Regions from separate parts of the Mus musculus genome. Here all the other regions are linked to region 2. The links are chromatin contacts, called in public Hi-C and promoter capture Hi-C maps. All regions are on one chromosome and are shown on one strand. The core of a region is the stretch at or near the end of the contact, and the rest is flanking DNA. Distances in the headings are between cores, read along the strand shown.

Region 1 (3,420 bases), core at 330-2,829, 1.8 Mb before region 2:
TCCTAGAGCCAGTGAAACTTCACAGAGTCATCTACACGCACACACGTTCCCTCACCATCCATCGAGAGACCATCCATTGACTGACTGTTCACAAATCCTATTGATGTGTTTTCCTTCTTGCACTGGGATAAACCAATACTTCGTGACCTGCACATCAGAGAAGGCAACTGACTCACAGTCACCAGGGCAGGCCATACAAACCCTGGAGTCTGGGAGAGTCACTTTCCTCGTCAATGAGCCAAATGAAAGGCAGCATCCTTTCCTAGCTTAGAGCTTTCTCTTCCCCATTTATAAGTTCTTGGAGTTGCATCTGTGCATCCCCAATGTTTCTGGAGTGGATCTCCCTGCTGGTAAGGGTGGGATTTGAGTTTGTGTATAATTCCATTCAAACCATCTCCACTGGCTCCTTGTACTCTCCTAAACAAGACTCCCTATCTTCATCACGTCTGGCTGGTTTAGCTCAGCTTGCCACACTGCACAGGAGACGTTAGATTTCTGGCATACATCTCCAGACATTTTATGGACCAATAATTCCCAAGGTGTACATGAGCTCTCACAGCCCGGTAATTACCGTTGCCCTCTTCCCTGGACCTGTCTCCATAAAGAGCCGCCTCTCTGCGCATCTCTGGCATCTCCTCCTCTCTAAGGCTGGACTTGGAACTACCAAGCTCCTAATTATCCATCCTGCTCAGGGAATCTCTGTGTGGGGTTCTCAGGCCAGCCTTTGATGGAGGGTTTGGTGGTGGTGGTGGTGGTGGGGTGGTGGGGTGGGGAAGTCTAGTCATTGACCTTGATTAAAGAGCTTCGATGGATCAAGTAAAACGGGCATCTTATTTCGTTCACAGCAAACTAATCTCGTGGACCAAACTTAAAGGTGAATTGTGGGAAATAAGTAAATTTGACCAAAATTTACTGTAATTTCTGTCTCAAATCACTGTTGTTTGATCAAGTAAGGACTCATTCAATGATTCGATGGCGCTTTCTTCTTTTCTTTTGTACCTCAACCAAATCCGAGCAATTATTCTGGAGCTCAAAACCACATTAAATCCATTTACTGCCTCCCTCAGCTGGTCAACCCCCCCCCCCCCACGAGGACCCGCCCTCTCCACAAGCATAAGCATTGGTTTCCTGCCCTGCTCAGCTCACACCTTAGCCAGGAGAAAACGATCCTTGGTACTTAACCAGGAAAGGGGAAGTGCTGTTAGACACTAGCCCACTATGTGCTTTGCAAACTACCACAAAACGTGTGATTCTTTTCTTTAATTAAACTCACACCTCCCTTGGGGGGAAAAAGGAAAGACAGGGAAGAGGCCATGCTTCGAGTGATAATTGTCTTTTCTTTGATTTTCAAAAGTGAGAGAAATAATAGGAAGTCAGAGACTCACCTAGTCGATAAACTAGCCTATTGTTAATTACCCTCGGAACACATACATGTATTGATCTGAAAATCTTCTAGGTGGAGTGATTGACAGCAGCGAATCCCCATACTTCAGTCCCAAGGGACAAGGGACTTGGTTTGCGGGTAGCCTGGAGCTAACAAGTCGGGCTCCTGAAGAAGTAGCAGGCTCCTACCAGTAGGTGGCAGCAGAGTTCCACGGATGGAAACAACTGCTCAGCCCAGTCCTGAATTTGTCCCCAAACCTAGGAAAGATCGCAGAGTTCCTGACTTTAAAATCCACTTCCCAAGGCGCACAAGAGGTCTTCGAAAAAACCCAGAGGATTGTTTTCTGCCGTACTGTACATTCCATTCCATTTTGCTCTTTTTTTTTTCTCATTTGGCTAGGAACTGGTAACGCCACTTTCAGGTTTATTCTTCACACGCCCCTCCATTCCTCGTCTTGCTTTCTTTTTGTTTCATTTACAGTTTCTCTTGTAGCTGTCATATCTACATTAGAGGGTAAAGTATAGCTAAGTGGGTTTTTTATTTTTATTTTTAAAAAATTTGCAACTGTTCTTTTGTGGGCTGTGATTATGACAGGAAAGAAAGTCTCAGACATGGTCTGAACAATTTGTCTGCTTAATTTGGAAGTCATTCAGGTATTGTATTGTATTGGTTTGGTTTGGTTTGATCATTAAAAACGCATCCTCATATAGATACTGCACAATAGACATAATACAGAGTATGAATATAAGAATATGTAGAATGATAGATATAGAGAATGATAGAATATATAAGTGGTATAGAATGAAGTCAGGTGTGAGGCTTGCTGGTGCTTCTCAGCTCATGGAAGATTTATCAATATCAAACTGTTGAGAGACATCATTCATTCATTCATTCATTCATGAATTTATTAATTTCCCCTTCATTTTATTATCTCCATTTTCCCTCGCCTTGCCTCCCCCCACCTTTAACTTTACAAAAACAGGGTTTACCTTTCACTAGACCGTTCTGTTTAGCAGCAGGCTCTACTCTAAAATATGCATTTTTGTGGGCTTTCTATTTTTCAAAAATGTATTAGGTTGTTCTGTCCTTTCTTCTCCTATGAACTACTGTGCTTTAGAGATTATGTTGCTGTGTATATACCTTCAACCCTCCTGCTTCTGACTCCTGCGGAGAGGTCTACCTGGACTAGAATGCTATTCACTGCCCCCTAGGGGTGGATCCCTGAACTGCCCAGGACTCTTCAGATATCCTTTTGTGATGACCATCTTAGGTTTGTCTCTTTATAAACTGGTGTGGGAATCTCTGGGAACGTACATATTTTTAATCTGACAGCTTTACCAAATGGGTCCGCTCTTTTTGTTCCCACCACCACCACATCTCCATGGCACGGAGTCAGTACTGTCTGGAGAACAGCCGCATTCCCCGTTTATTGAGATCGTTCTTCCATCATTTCATTCCGTTCATTAGACTCCAACAACACCCATTATACTTTATACGGTGAAACGTTTCCTCTTCCATGATTTCTAAATGTTTTATATAGTCTTAAAGCTATTGTGATTTTTTTCTTAAGTTATCTTTCCTTGCTGTTTGTTGCTTGTGTGGAAACCATTATTATTTCTCTGTTAGTGACTTTGTATCTAGGGAGCTTTTTTGGGTGATGCTTTTGGTTGTAATTGCGTATCTTTCGAAGTCTGTCGATTTTATTGGTAAGGAACACACTCTCTGCAAACAATGTTCTTTATCTCAACACTTCTTATTTATGTATCAATTCTTAAAACATGAGCCATTTAAAACAACATTAGAAAATAAGAGTAACCCTTGTCCTATATCCAGTTAGAGGAGACATCTAATTTTCTCATTAATTTCGATGTTTATCTAAGCTTTTGGTGGGTAAACATTGCCGAGTTAAGGATGATACCTTCCTTTCTGCTCCAAATGTGCTAAGATGCTCATGTGTATATTGAGACGATCCTGTGATTTTTTTTTCCCTTGTAGCTTACTAGTGTGGTACATTGTATCCATGCGTTCTCCATATA
Region 2 (3,137 bases), core at 533-3,032:
AGAGTCTTGGTCTGGCGTCTTTGCCTGATCCCTGAGCTCAGCTCGGAGGAGGAGAGACAAGGGAGAAAAGGGCGGAGAGAGAAAGAGTGAGGCCGTCAGAGAGGAGAGGAAGCGGGAGAGAGGCTGGGAGCAGACGTGGGGCGCTTGCGGAGCCCAGACAAGGCCGGTGACGACCGGAGAAAGCCGGCGAGGCTCAGGCACCCGCTGTTATCTGACTCAGGACCGGGAGAGTCGCTCTCGCAGAAACACAAAGAAACCCCGGCATTGGCTCGCTCCAACCCGGAGCCCGCGCCCAGGCGCGGAGCGCGCCATTGGTAGAGCACTGTTCCCGGCTCTGGGATAATTTTATATCACAAAGACCCAACTGGCGCAGAGGGAAAGCAGCGGCCAAAGGCCCCTTGCCCACACTTTCCTACTCCCTACAGTGCTCTCAGGGTTTCAAAAGTGAAAGGAAAAAAAAAGAAAACAAGAGGTATTTTTTTAAAGCAGAATGTTAATCCACGGAGGGGTCACATGAGCTCTGCCCAGGCGGCAGCGTTAATACGGCGAAGTGCATAAAATTGCCATTTGTAATTTGAACCTCCTGTACAAAAGTACAATCTCAGGTTGTTTTTTTTTTTTTCTGAAAAGGTGGGGGTTGGGGAGAGGGGTAAGGAGGAGGGACATATGTTGAACATGCAGGAAAAACAAGGAAAGAGAGAAAGGGAAGAGAGAGGGGGGGGACTTTAAAACAACAACAAACAACCCATTCCTTGCAGAAAGGTGAACTCTAATGAACTCTCAATCAATGCAAAGGAAAGGAAAAGCTGTCCGGAGAGGGAGAAAGAGAGAGAGGGGGAGAGGAAGAAAGAGTGGAGAAGGAAAGTCTACTAAAGCATGCGGACTGTAATGGGGGTGGGGGCTGATCTGGGTTGCAGTGCAGACCCCCACCCCCCTCCCCGGTTCCTAGTACCAAATCCCCTCCGACTGCAACCGGGAGAGCTCGGGGCTTCTGAGTCCTTACCCAGAGCAGGCTAGCCAAACGCACCCAGAGCCCCGGGACCGCGGGCGAAGGGGGAAGAAATGAGAGGCCGATACCTTCCCGTCTCATGCCCACTTTGAGGCACTTTTTGAGGCGGCAGTACTGGCACTGGTTGCGGTGGTGCTGGTCGATGGGACAGTTCCGGTTGGCGCGGCACGTGTAGCTCAGGTTCCTCCGCACGCTGCGCTTGAAGAAGCTCTTGCAGCCCTCGCACGTGAACTGGCCGTAGTGCTTGCCGCTCGACTTGTCCCCGCACACCACGCACTCGATGTGCTGCTGCTGCTGCTGCTTGTCGCTGCCCGGGCCGCCAGGGCCGCCCTGGCCGCCAGCCGCTGTCTGGGCCGGCGTGCTGGCCGGGCCCCCTTGGCCCGGCGTCTGTGGCGTGTGCGGGGCGCCAGGCGGCGGGCCCGGCACGGGCGGCGCCTGCGAGGCCTGGCTGCCCTGAGAGCCGGGCACCTCGTCCTGGGGGTCGCGCCACGTGCTGACTACCATTGCCATATCTATGGGGGCCGCGTCCGGACTTCTGCTCCCCTGGCTGCGGGCGGCGGCGGGGTGGCGGCGGCTCCCGGGTCTCGGGCTCCGGCGCGCCGCCTTTTGTGTGTGCGAGGGTGCGAGAGGGCGCGGGAGGGCGCCCCGGGTGGCTCAGGGCTAGTTGATTTGAGGTTGGTTAGTTTTTCCTTTTTTGTTTTTTTGTTTTTGCTTTTGCAAAGTTTTGTCGATTGCTTGTCTGGCCCGGTGTGTTTGTTTTGTTTGTTTCCCTCGGCTCAGCTTTGTTGGTTTCGGGGGGCTTTCCGTCCAGAGGGGAGGGCAAGGGGACAGGGGAAAGAGAGTGGGAGCAGAACGTGGAGAGAGGGAGGGGAGGGAGAGCTGCAAGTCGATTGTCTGGCTTCAAGACAGAAGTAGGAGGCAAAAAAAAAAAAAAAAAAATCTCTCTAAAGATCTCGCTCGCTCTCACTCTCCCTCCCTCTCTCCCTCTCTGGTTCACTCTCTCGCTCTCAGATCTAGTGTGCAGCGGAGGAGTTGGAGGAGGAGAAGGAGGAGGAGGAAGAGGAGGAGGAGGAAGAGGAGAAGGAGAAGGAGAGGCGACTGTCCGGGGGCCAAGTCCAGGGCAGCCCACAGTCAGCCATTCAGGAAAGCCATCGAAATCAGGAGGACTGGGAGAGCGGAGGCGCCGGGCGCGGGCGCGCCCTGGGAGCCAGGCAGGCCGGGGCGGAGGCCGGCGGCCCGCGGAGTGGCCGGAGCTCTGCCCGGGTCCGGGGGAATCAGCATGAAAGTGGTCCGCGTCCGGCGCTGCGCGGCGTCGTCCTGGCGCTGGGCCGCCGCCGCCTCCTGCCCCGGGCGCCTGGCGCGCGCCGCGCTCGCTCCGGACGCCGCCGCCGCCGCCGCCGCTCTCGGAGGCCGCTCGTTGCTCTCCGCGGGCCGCCCGGGCCGCCGCCGCCGCCGCCGAAGCCTCCGGGTCGGGCCCGGAGCCGCTGCGTCTAGCGCCGCCGCCGCCGGTGGAGTCGCTGCTGCTGCCGCTGCTGCCGCCGCCGGTGGAGCCGCTGCTGCTGCTGCTGCTGCTGCTGCTGCCGCCGCCGCCTCACACACATAGGGAAAGAGTCAACTCGCCGGCGGCGGGGGAGAGATGATAAGAGAGAAAGGAGGGCAGATCAGCACCTAGAAGCGCATCCTTCGTGCGCAGAGGGGGGAGAAACGGAGAGAAAGAATGAAAGAGGGAAGAGCAGCGCGGCACCCGGAGAAAGGAGGCAACTCCGGCAGAGGAGGAGGAGGAGAAGAAAACACACACGCGCGCACGCACGCACACACCGCGGAGAGAAAAGAGCAGAATCAAAGTGATCAAATATGCTAAAAAGGGGGGCGCGGGAGGGAATGCGATTTATAGGCGCCGGGGCTGGCAGAAGTGGCTTCTCCGCGATCAGCTCACTGAGCTCTCTATATAGTGAACTTTGACACGACTGCTGCAACTTAGCGCACGTTGCCATGGCGACGGCGCGCCTTATAAGGCAGCCGCCGGGGTTGGCCTGGCCCGGCGCGCGCGCGCCGCCCCCTCGTCGTCATTGGCCGGAGCGCAGCGGCCCCGCCATGGCGGCAGCGGGAGCAGCCCGGTCCTAGCGCG
Region 3 (3,275 bases), core at 298-2,797, 1.6 Mb before region 2:
AGATACAGAACACATCCAAACACAACCAAAGCTGACACTGCTTGGGGCCCTCCCAGTCTTCCCTGGTCCTGGCACTTTAGAACTCATCCACCTAGCGAGTATGTATTGAGCACATGCTGTATTCCAGGCACAGCTCTGGTCATCAACACCGGCCCTCACTCCTATCTTCTCAACACTTGGCTGAACAGCATCTCTCGTCCCCTGGAGGTTCATTCTCCCATCCTCCGTGTGGCAGAGGAGGTCAAAGAGAAGAACTCGGATGAAAGTTCTTGAGCCTCCACTGTTATATCAGGTGCCCCATTGTAGCCACTTGAAGATTTGGTAGCAGAGGAAGCAATCTCAAAGAAAGTGTCAGCTAGCTAATCTACCACTGAAAACCATAATACCAGAGGGCATTGGTTGACAGAGTGAAACGGGTTGTGCAGGCTCGTAGTTTTAAATCCTTCAGTCAGTAAATCAGGCAGACCCATTTCTTTCAAACCTCTGTTGAAAGTGTCAGACAGTAATGACAAGGAGGGGACCAGAGTCTCAGTCTCCTTTCAAAGACAGATACTCCAGTGACTTAGCAATCACCAACTGGGTACCAACCCTTAATGTTCCACTGCCTCCCAGATGTGCTACACTGGAACGATGTCTTCAACACTTGAGCTGTCATGGAAACATTTAAAATCCCAACTACATCAAAAATGGTAAGTGATTTCTTTTAGGTTATTGTCGTGGTTAAAATGAGAAAAATTATTTTGACTGGTCTGTGAACATGTTGCTCTTCCTATATCAGCCTGTAGGATGACCTTGAATAATGAATAGTGATGTGGAGTCAGGAAAACTGAGCACTCTTCCCATGGGGAGAGGGCGGGGAACAAAAGCCTATGGTTTTGCCTTTATGTTCACGGAGACAAGTGTTCCTGCAGTTACGGTGGATTTGTATTAAGATGATGAGGTGGGAGAGAGTGAGGAGGAAATAAATAGAGCCATCTAGATATCTCAAAGTGACAATGGTGTTTTGGTTTAAATTCACACCTTTGCCACAGGCCACGTCATTTCCCGCTAGAGGCTGGACATTTGCGGCTGAATTCTTGTCTGAAGACATCACCTCCTACTCCCCTCCCCCATCTCCCACCTAGCCCTTCCTGGTCTCCTCGGCTTATTTTCATGTCATCCACCAGCACTGGCAGTGACGTAATTTATTGGCTGTCTTATTTATTGTTTGTTTGTCTTTTCCCCAAGATGCTGTAAGCCTCTGATTGCTTTGTTCCCTGCAGTGATACACCTGCGTGTAGAAAGTACTCAAGAATGTCTTTTAGTGAGGATCTGGTTTTCAGAGGAAACATAGATAAAGTTATCTGCAAACCACCCTGGCTTCCATAGTTGGGCTTTTCAAATAGGGATCAGTCTTCGCTCAATACAATGGGCCATAGAGTTTTGTTCCCTGACCCCTCCCGATGGGGAGATTGCTCGGATTTCCTGACTCCGCATCAGTCCCTTCTGTTGCACAAGTCCAGCCAATTGCTCTCGGGATGACACAAGGGACTGAAGTCAGAGCATGACCCAGTTACAATGTTTATGCGCTGTCCCAGAGAGAAACCAAAGCTGAAATCCGATAACGGAGGATAGGGGAGATCTGGAGATAGAAACTGACCTGAATTCTGAATAACAAGCAGCGAGAAGGAAGCTGGAGAGCAAGCTGGCACGCCTCCAAATGCTGCTCATTGTGTGAATTCCTAGAAGCTGTTAGACACTGGGAAACTGGGCTCACCCAAATGATTAAGCCACCGAGCTTTGAAGAGGCAGTAATACAAACCCAGCAGCTTGGCACCGAGGTCAGAGGCTAGCCTCAGTGGGTCAAGCTGTCTTTGTTTTGATGCTGCTATTATTGGTCCTGGTGCCCTTTAAAACTCTATGAAGAGACTGAGAGTTGAATGGGTGTCTTCATCCTGTAACATGCCTCTCAATGGCAAGACCAGCAGGACTGGATCACCCAGCACTGGGCCCACTCCCATAGTTAGCCTCATGGAATGACCAGCTACTCTCTCAAGGCCATGGTTTTAGAATAGTCTGGAGGTTTGACTTAGGTATCTGCTCATGTCTCAAGGGACAGGCAGCATAAGATGTTTTGAGGGGTTGCATTGTACTGCATAGGATTGTGTAATGGAAAGACAGGAAGGACTTACTGGATTCTATCAGCTTGCTTCAGGCAGGGCAACACACAGCAGGGGAAAAAAAAGCTATACAGAGCCAGGCCTAGTGACTCATGCCCATAATCTCAGCTCTTTAGAGGAGGACTTCAGCAAGTCCAAGGCCAGCTTGGGCTACATGGTGAGTTCCAGGCAAGCCTAGGCTATAAAATGAGAACTTGTCTCAAAAGTGAAAACAAAAACAAACCAATAAAAAAGCCACACAGCCTTTCTTTTCCCCCAGAGAGACACTGTTTCCGTATAATGACACAGGGTTACAGTGACTGAAATCTGTAACAAGGCTCCTCTCTGCAGAAAACAAAATTGTACCTTGGGTCACCCTGCAGTATGAAAGAAGGGAGCATGGCATCTAATGACTGCAACACTCATGTTTGTCTCAGGGACAGAATGATACAGAGGGACCCACCCAACATACACTTATAAATAACACAGAGTCACGACGCTTATTGCTCTAAACACTGGACAAAAATATCAAGATCTCTTAGTTAACATCCATGAGTGTTAAGTATTCTCCAACCTCAAACAGCCCCTTGTTTACAATTCTTATGCTCTGTCAGAAATCCACACGGAAGCTTTGTTGACTTCTGAGATTTACAAGTGCAAGAACAAGTTTAAAATGCCCTGGGAACTCTCTTGGACAATCAGGAGAGAGTTCAGGTTTGAAAGGGGTACTTACTTGGCACCAAGGAGTTAGTTACTCTGGGTGGTAAGTAGTGGAGACAGGGTAGCAGCGCAGACTCAGTAGAGGAGTGAGGGGACCTGAGTTGCAGCCTCCTGAGAAGATCTATGATAATACCATCTCTCTAGGCCTTTGTTCTAAGTATCTAAAGTTCACCTTCCCATAACTCACACTCTAAAACCCTGTGAAGAATGAAAATGTCCATCACAATTAGAAGTTGTGTATGCAATGCAGAGAAGACGTATATGGAGAATACATTTAATTGGAAAAAAAATGTCTTTAAGGATGAAAAAACACCAGCATAATAACTGATGCTTATTAAAAGCATGTTGTAGCTGTGGCTGTGGCTTAGTGGAAGAATTCTTGCCTGGCATGCACAAAAGCCCTAGGTTCAATTCCCA
Region 4 (3,438 bases), core at 412-2,911, 1.5 Mb before region 2:
AGGGTACCTTAAAACCCATGATGATTTTATAGAAGGCCCTTTGGTCGGTGGCTCATGTGCTTCCCTGGGGTGTCTTCTTTATACACAGCTCTGCCTGGTGGAGCTTGTAGTCATATGTTTGGTTTTTGTTTGTTTGTTTGTTTGTTTGTTTTTTTAGTAATTTAGGAATGAGTGGCTTGGTAAGAGTTTCTATACCAATACAGACATGTTAATTTATGAACTCAACTGTCTACTAAGAGGGTGAAAAGAATAGAATGACCAGCCTGACTCCAATCAGGCTGCGTAGTAGTATTCAGTATCCAGTAGAATACAGGCTGCAGAGTAGGACCTAGCCACACCATAGATCTTCCGATTTCTTAGTGGATTACCTGTTTTCATAAGAATCTCAGGTGACGCTCCTCAGAGACATTTTACTCTGAAGTTTGCTGTTTTATATTTGGTAAAGGAGAGTGCAGCACGCTGTGAAATTTCAATTTAAAATAACAAAATTTCCGGTTAAAATATACCCAACACATTTCAAGGACCTTACGAACACAAGTGATTTGTTGTTTGTTAGGCACACATTTCCTTGGGTGTCTTGTGTTTTATCAATGACTCTCCTGGTCCCTATGTAAGTCCCTTACATGGACAGGTGGCTGGTATTTCCAGTGCTCAGGGGAATATGATAAAGGATTAGTGGTCAAGGTTCTGGCTCCTTTATCATGGGATTTATAACATTCAAGATGCAAGGAGCAGCCACTCATGCTTATAGATGCAAAACTTCTTGGTGTCAGGTGGCTTCTCCTACCTAGAAGGTTCAAGGCAAGTTATGCAGACAAAAGCAGAGCCATGTTTTTAGCTGTGTAAAGAAATGGAAGTGGGGAGAGTGAACAGAGCAACCTGTGTGGGTTGCGATTTAAATGTGGTCCAGTCTCTGAGACAAGATTTTCATTATCTTGAGCTATTTCCTTGACTCTTTTGTTTCTTTCTCAAGAGTTAGTGTTTGGGGACTTACTATCATTGAATAAAAATTAAATTTTCTTTAAAAATAATTTGTTCTTAAGAAACATTCATGCCACTTGGCTAAGAAGAACGTCCTCACAATAGAAGTGGTTTGAACTGCTGTCCTCAGCAGATTGCCAGGACAAGGATGAGTTGGGGTTCTCTGTCTGGAGTGTTTCTAACTCTCTCACTGCCCACACATCCATGCACACAACTTGCCATGAAATACCTGGGCTTGCCAAATACCAAGAAGAGAGAAAGTAGCTGGAATTGGTTGTGGTGCTTGCCTGAAGTCCTGGCACTTGGGAAATGGAGGAAAAATAATGAGTTCCATACTAACATGGGCTACATAGTGAGACTTAGTCTCAAAAACAGACACAAAAACAATATCAAAAGCAAGCAAACATAGACAAAACAAAAGGAGAAGATGAAGACAAGCTAGTCATACCCAAAGAGCCCTCCGTAGCTAGTCGTGATGATTAACATTGTCAACTGGATTTTTGGTATTACGGTCAATGTCCCCTTCCTTTCATTTGATCCTATAACCAGAAGTAGGGCTTGTTGCTCAGCCAACAGGCTAAACTGTGCGACTATGTGAAGGATGGGGCCAGTCTGTGCCTTCACTGGGTACGATCCAGAGAGAGGCATAGAGAGCCGGGTGAGTCAGTGAAACTTGGCTAGACTTAACTGTAGATGTGTCACTGGGAGGCATGCTGCAGCTCCATGGGTAAGAATTGACTGTCATAGATTGTATCTTCTGGGCGAAATGTACTAGATGAACTACAGATTGTATTTTCCAGGCCGTGATGATTCATGCTTGCAATTGCCGATCTTTGGGGACAGCTCCCACTGGAACAGACACCCCCAGTTTTCCTTAACTCAAAATTAGTCATGTATCCCCTGGAACTCGATGTTTTATTCCCCCTTCCCCCTTTTCTTGGATGTGCATTGTTCAGAGATCTGTGTGCTGTGCATTCTCAATTTTTTTTTCTTTTTACTGTGCCTTTAATGCAAAGTGAGCCAGTTTCAGTGCTCAGATTTTAAGCAAATGTCTTTTTCTGGTTGAAATGACAAAAGACCCTAAAAGACAACTCTTTGATCAGCACCGTCAACTATTGGATGATACTTTTGTTCGACACCAGTGCAGCTTGCAGAATGTTTATTTGGCAATTGGAAAAAGGTCACCATTTTAAGGCAGTTCAGAAACCAAATGTTCCCGTAATATGGCAGATTTCACACAATGCACCCCTTGGCTTGGCTGCTTTGGAATCTGTGCTTTTGACAAGCTTGAGCTATCTTAGCTGCGTGTGTGCATGTGTGTGTGTGTGTGTGTGTGTGTGTGTGTGTCCACATTTGTCTACCTGGGGTCAGCTACAGAGTCTTTGGTTATAGGCCTATGCATGACACACATTGAGCTCTCCACAGTAAGAACATTTATACCCTGAGGTGATTGCTTGAAATCAGGGAAGAGGCTGGTGGGCAGAATCTCCGAGCTAGGTGTAACATATGTAGAGACAGAACCGCATGTGCAAAGAAGCTTGAATCAGGTTTTTTATCTTTCCCCTACCCAATCCTGCGTGTTAAGCAGCATTTGTATAATCCCTCCTGAAGTAGATAGAAAACCCTCTTTAATTAGCTCCTGCAGGCTGTGTCTCTTTACTGCCACCTGTCGTTCAGGAGAAGATTATGCTGGGACAGGGTGTGAGGAGAGGAGAGAATTTTTTTTTTTTTTTTTTTTTGGTCAGGCATTCAGCTCACTACCCTAAAGAGAACTCCACGAAGCCAGGCAGCCGAGCTTGCCCACAGCCAGCAGTGAGAGCTGAAGGATGATTTTTTTTTTTGCCTTGACCTAGAGCAAACTACTTACTTGGCAGCCGACATTACTCATTTAGAGTCTCAAAAGAGCACGTTCCTCATTCATTCTAATAGAAACAGCATCTTAGAGGTGTCCACTGCGTTTTCAAATGAAATCAAGAATGGCTCCTGTAAGTAAAATTCTTCTGAGGACCAGAATTGTGCCAAACATCAGCACAACATTTAATATGCTCATTACAAATTGAAAGAAGGAGTTGAAACTAATTGCAGCTTTGGGTGGAAGTCCTAGTCATTCCAAGTTAACTCAAATGGTCCAGTATATACATGATATTTATTTTTGCTTCTCTTGGGTGTAGTAAATGTGTCTGAGTTTGTGCACTAAACCTCAGGTTGGAGTTGTTTGGCTAACATCTGTTAGGATTGGGGTCTTGCTCTTAATTGGGACCATCTGGAAAGGAAGAAGAGCAGAAAGAGGAAACTCATCATCTATTTGTTAAGGTGTATGCGCGCACGCGTGTGTGTGCGTGCGTGCATGCATGTGTGTGCGTGTGTGTGTGTGCCCGCGCATGCGTGCGCGTGTGTGCGTGTGCGTGCGTGTGCGTGCATGTGTGTGTGTTTGTGCGTGGGTGCGTGTGTGTGTGC

Evidence for each region. Promoter capture Hi-C pulls out the DNA fragments that hold promoters and counts their contacts. A called contact is a pair of places that touch in the nucleus more often than the background predicts.
Region 1: a contact with region 2 is called in a Hi-C map of uterus, with 10 times the contacts expected there. The contact joins the enhancer-like site here to the promoter of Nr2f2 in region 2. A contact is called at or near these places in 5 of 39 promoter capture datasets (the 3T3-L1 cell line, hippocampal neurons, liver and 2 more), 2 of 15 datasets of contacts at CTCF or cohesin (the NIH/3T3 cell line and stem cell-derived epiblast-like cells), 10 of 484 Hi-C or Micro-C datasets (the AML12 cell line, cortical neurons, embryonic fibroblasts and 4 more), 14 of 115 datasets of contacts at active chromatin or transcription factors (the NIH/3T3 cell line, astrocytes, craniofacial prominence and 11 more) and 1 of 9 other capture datasets (embryonic stem cells).
Region 3: a promoter capture Hi-C map of liver shows a contact between it and region 2, with 4 times the contacts expected there. The contact joins the enhancer-like site here to the promoter of Nr2f2 in region 2. A contact is called at or near these places in 5 of 39 promoter capture datasets (the C10 cell line, hippocampal neurons, liver and 1 more) and 2 of 115 datasets of contacts at active chromatin or transcription factors (stem cell-derived neural progenitor cells and trophoblast stem cells).
Region 4: a Hi-C map of adipose-derived mesenchymal stem cells shows a contact between it and region 2, with 6 times the contacts expected there. The contact joins the enhancer-like site here to the promoter of Nr2f2 in region 2. A contact is called at or near these places in 6 of 39 promoter capture datasets (the 3T3-L1 cell line, hippocampal neurons, liver and 1 more), 6 of 484 Hi-C or Micro-C datasets (adipose-derived mesenchymal stem cells, cerebral cortex, cortical neurons and 2 more), 8 of 115 datasets of contacts at active chromatin or transcription factors (the NIH/3T3 cell line, astrocytes, embryonic forebrain and 5 more) and 1 of 9 other capture datasets (adipose tissue).

The regions. Positions count from the first base shown.
Region 1 is chr7:68,578,257-68,581,676 of GRCm38.p6, forward strand. No RefSeq gene overlaps it. Among named protein-coding and RNA genes, the nearest start is that of Gm34549, 92 kb to the left of the region's middle. Within about 2 kb of position 1,580, at least 5 of the 459 cell types and tissues checked have an H3K27ac peak or open chromatin away from gene starts, as enhancers often do. A contact at or near this core is called in uterus, where this site is marked.
Region 2 is chr7:70,358,811-70,361,947 of GRCm38.p6, forward strand. It overlaps Nr2f2 (nuclear receptor subfamily 2, group F, member 2), which reads right to left and starts at 1,783. Exons shown (of 3, transcript NM_009697.3): 1 at 1,078-1,783. The coding sequence starts at 1,519.
Region 3 is chr7:68,716,049-68,719,323 of GRCm38.p6, forward strand. No RefSeq gene overlaps it. Among named protein-coding and RNA genes, the nearest start is that of Arrdc4, 32 kb to the right of the region's middle. Within about 2 kb of position 1,548, at least 71 of the 459 cell types and tissues checked have an H3K27ac peak or open chromatin away from gene starts, as enhancers often do. A contact at or near this core is called in liver and trophoblast stem cells, where this site is marked.
Region 4 is chr7:68,831,975-68,835,412 of GRCm38.p6, forward strand. No RefSeq gene overlaps it. Among named protein-coding and RNA genes, the nearest start is that of Gm34612, 41 kb to the left of the region's middle. Within about 2 kb of position 1,662, at least 21 of the 459 cell types and tissues checked have an H3K27ac peak or open chromatin away from gene starts, as enhancers often do. A contact at or near this core is called in adipose-derived mesenchymal stem cells, cortical neurons and hippocampal neurons, where this site is marked.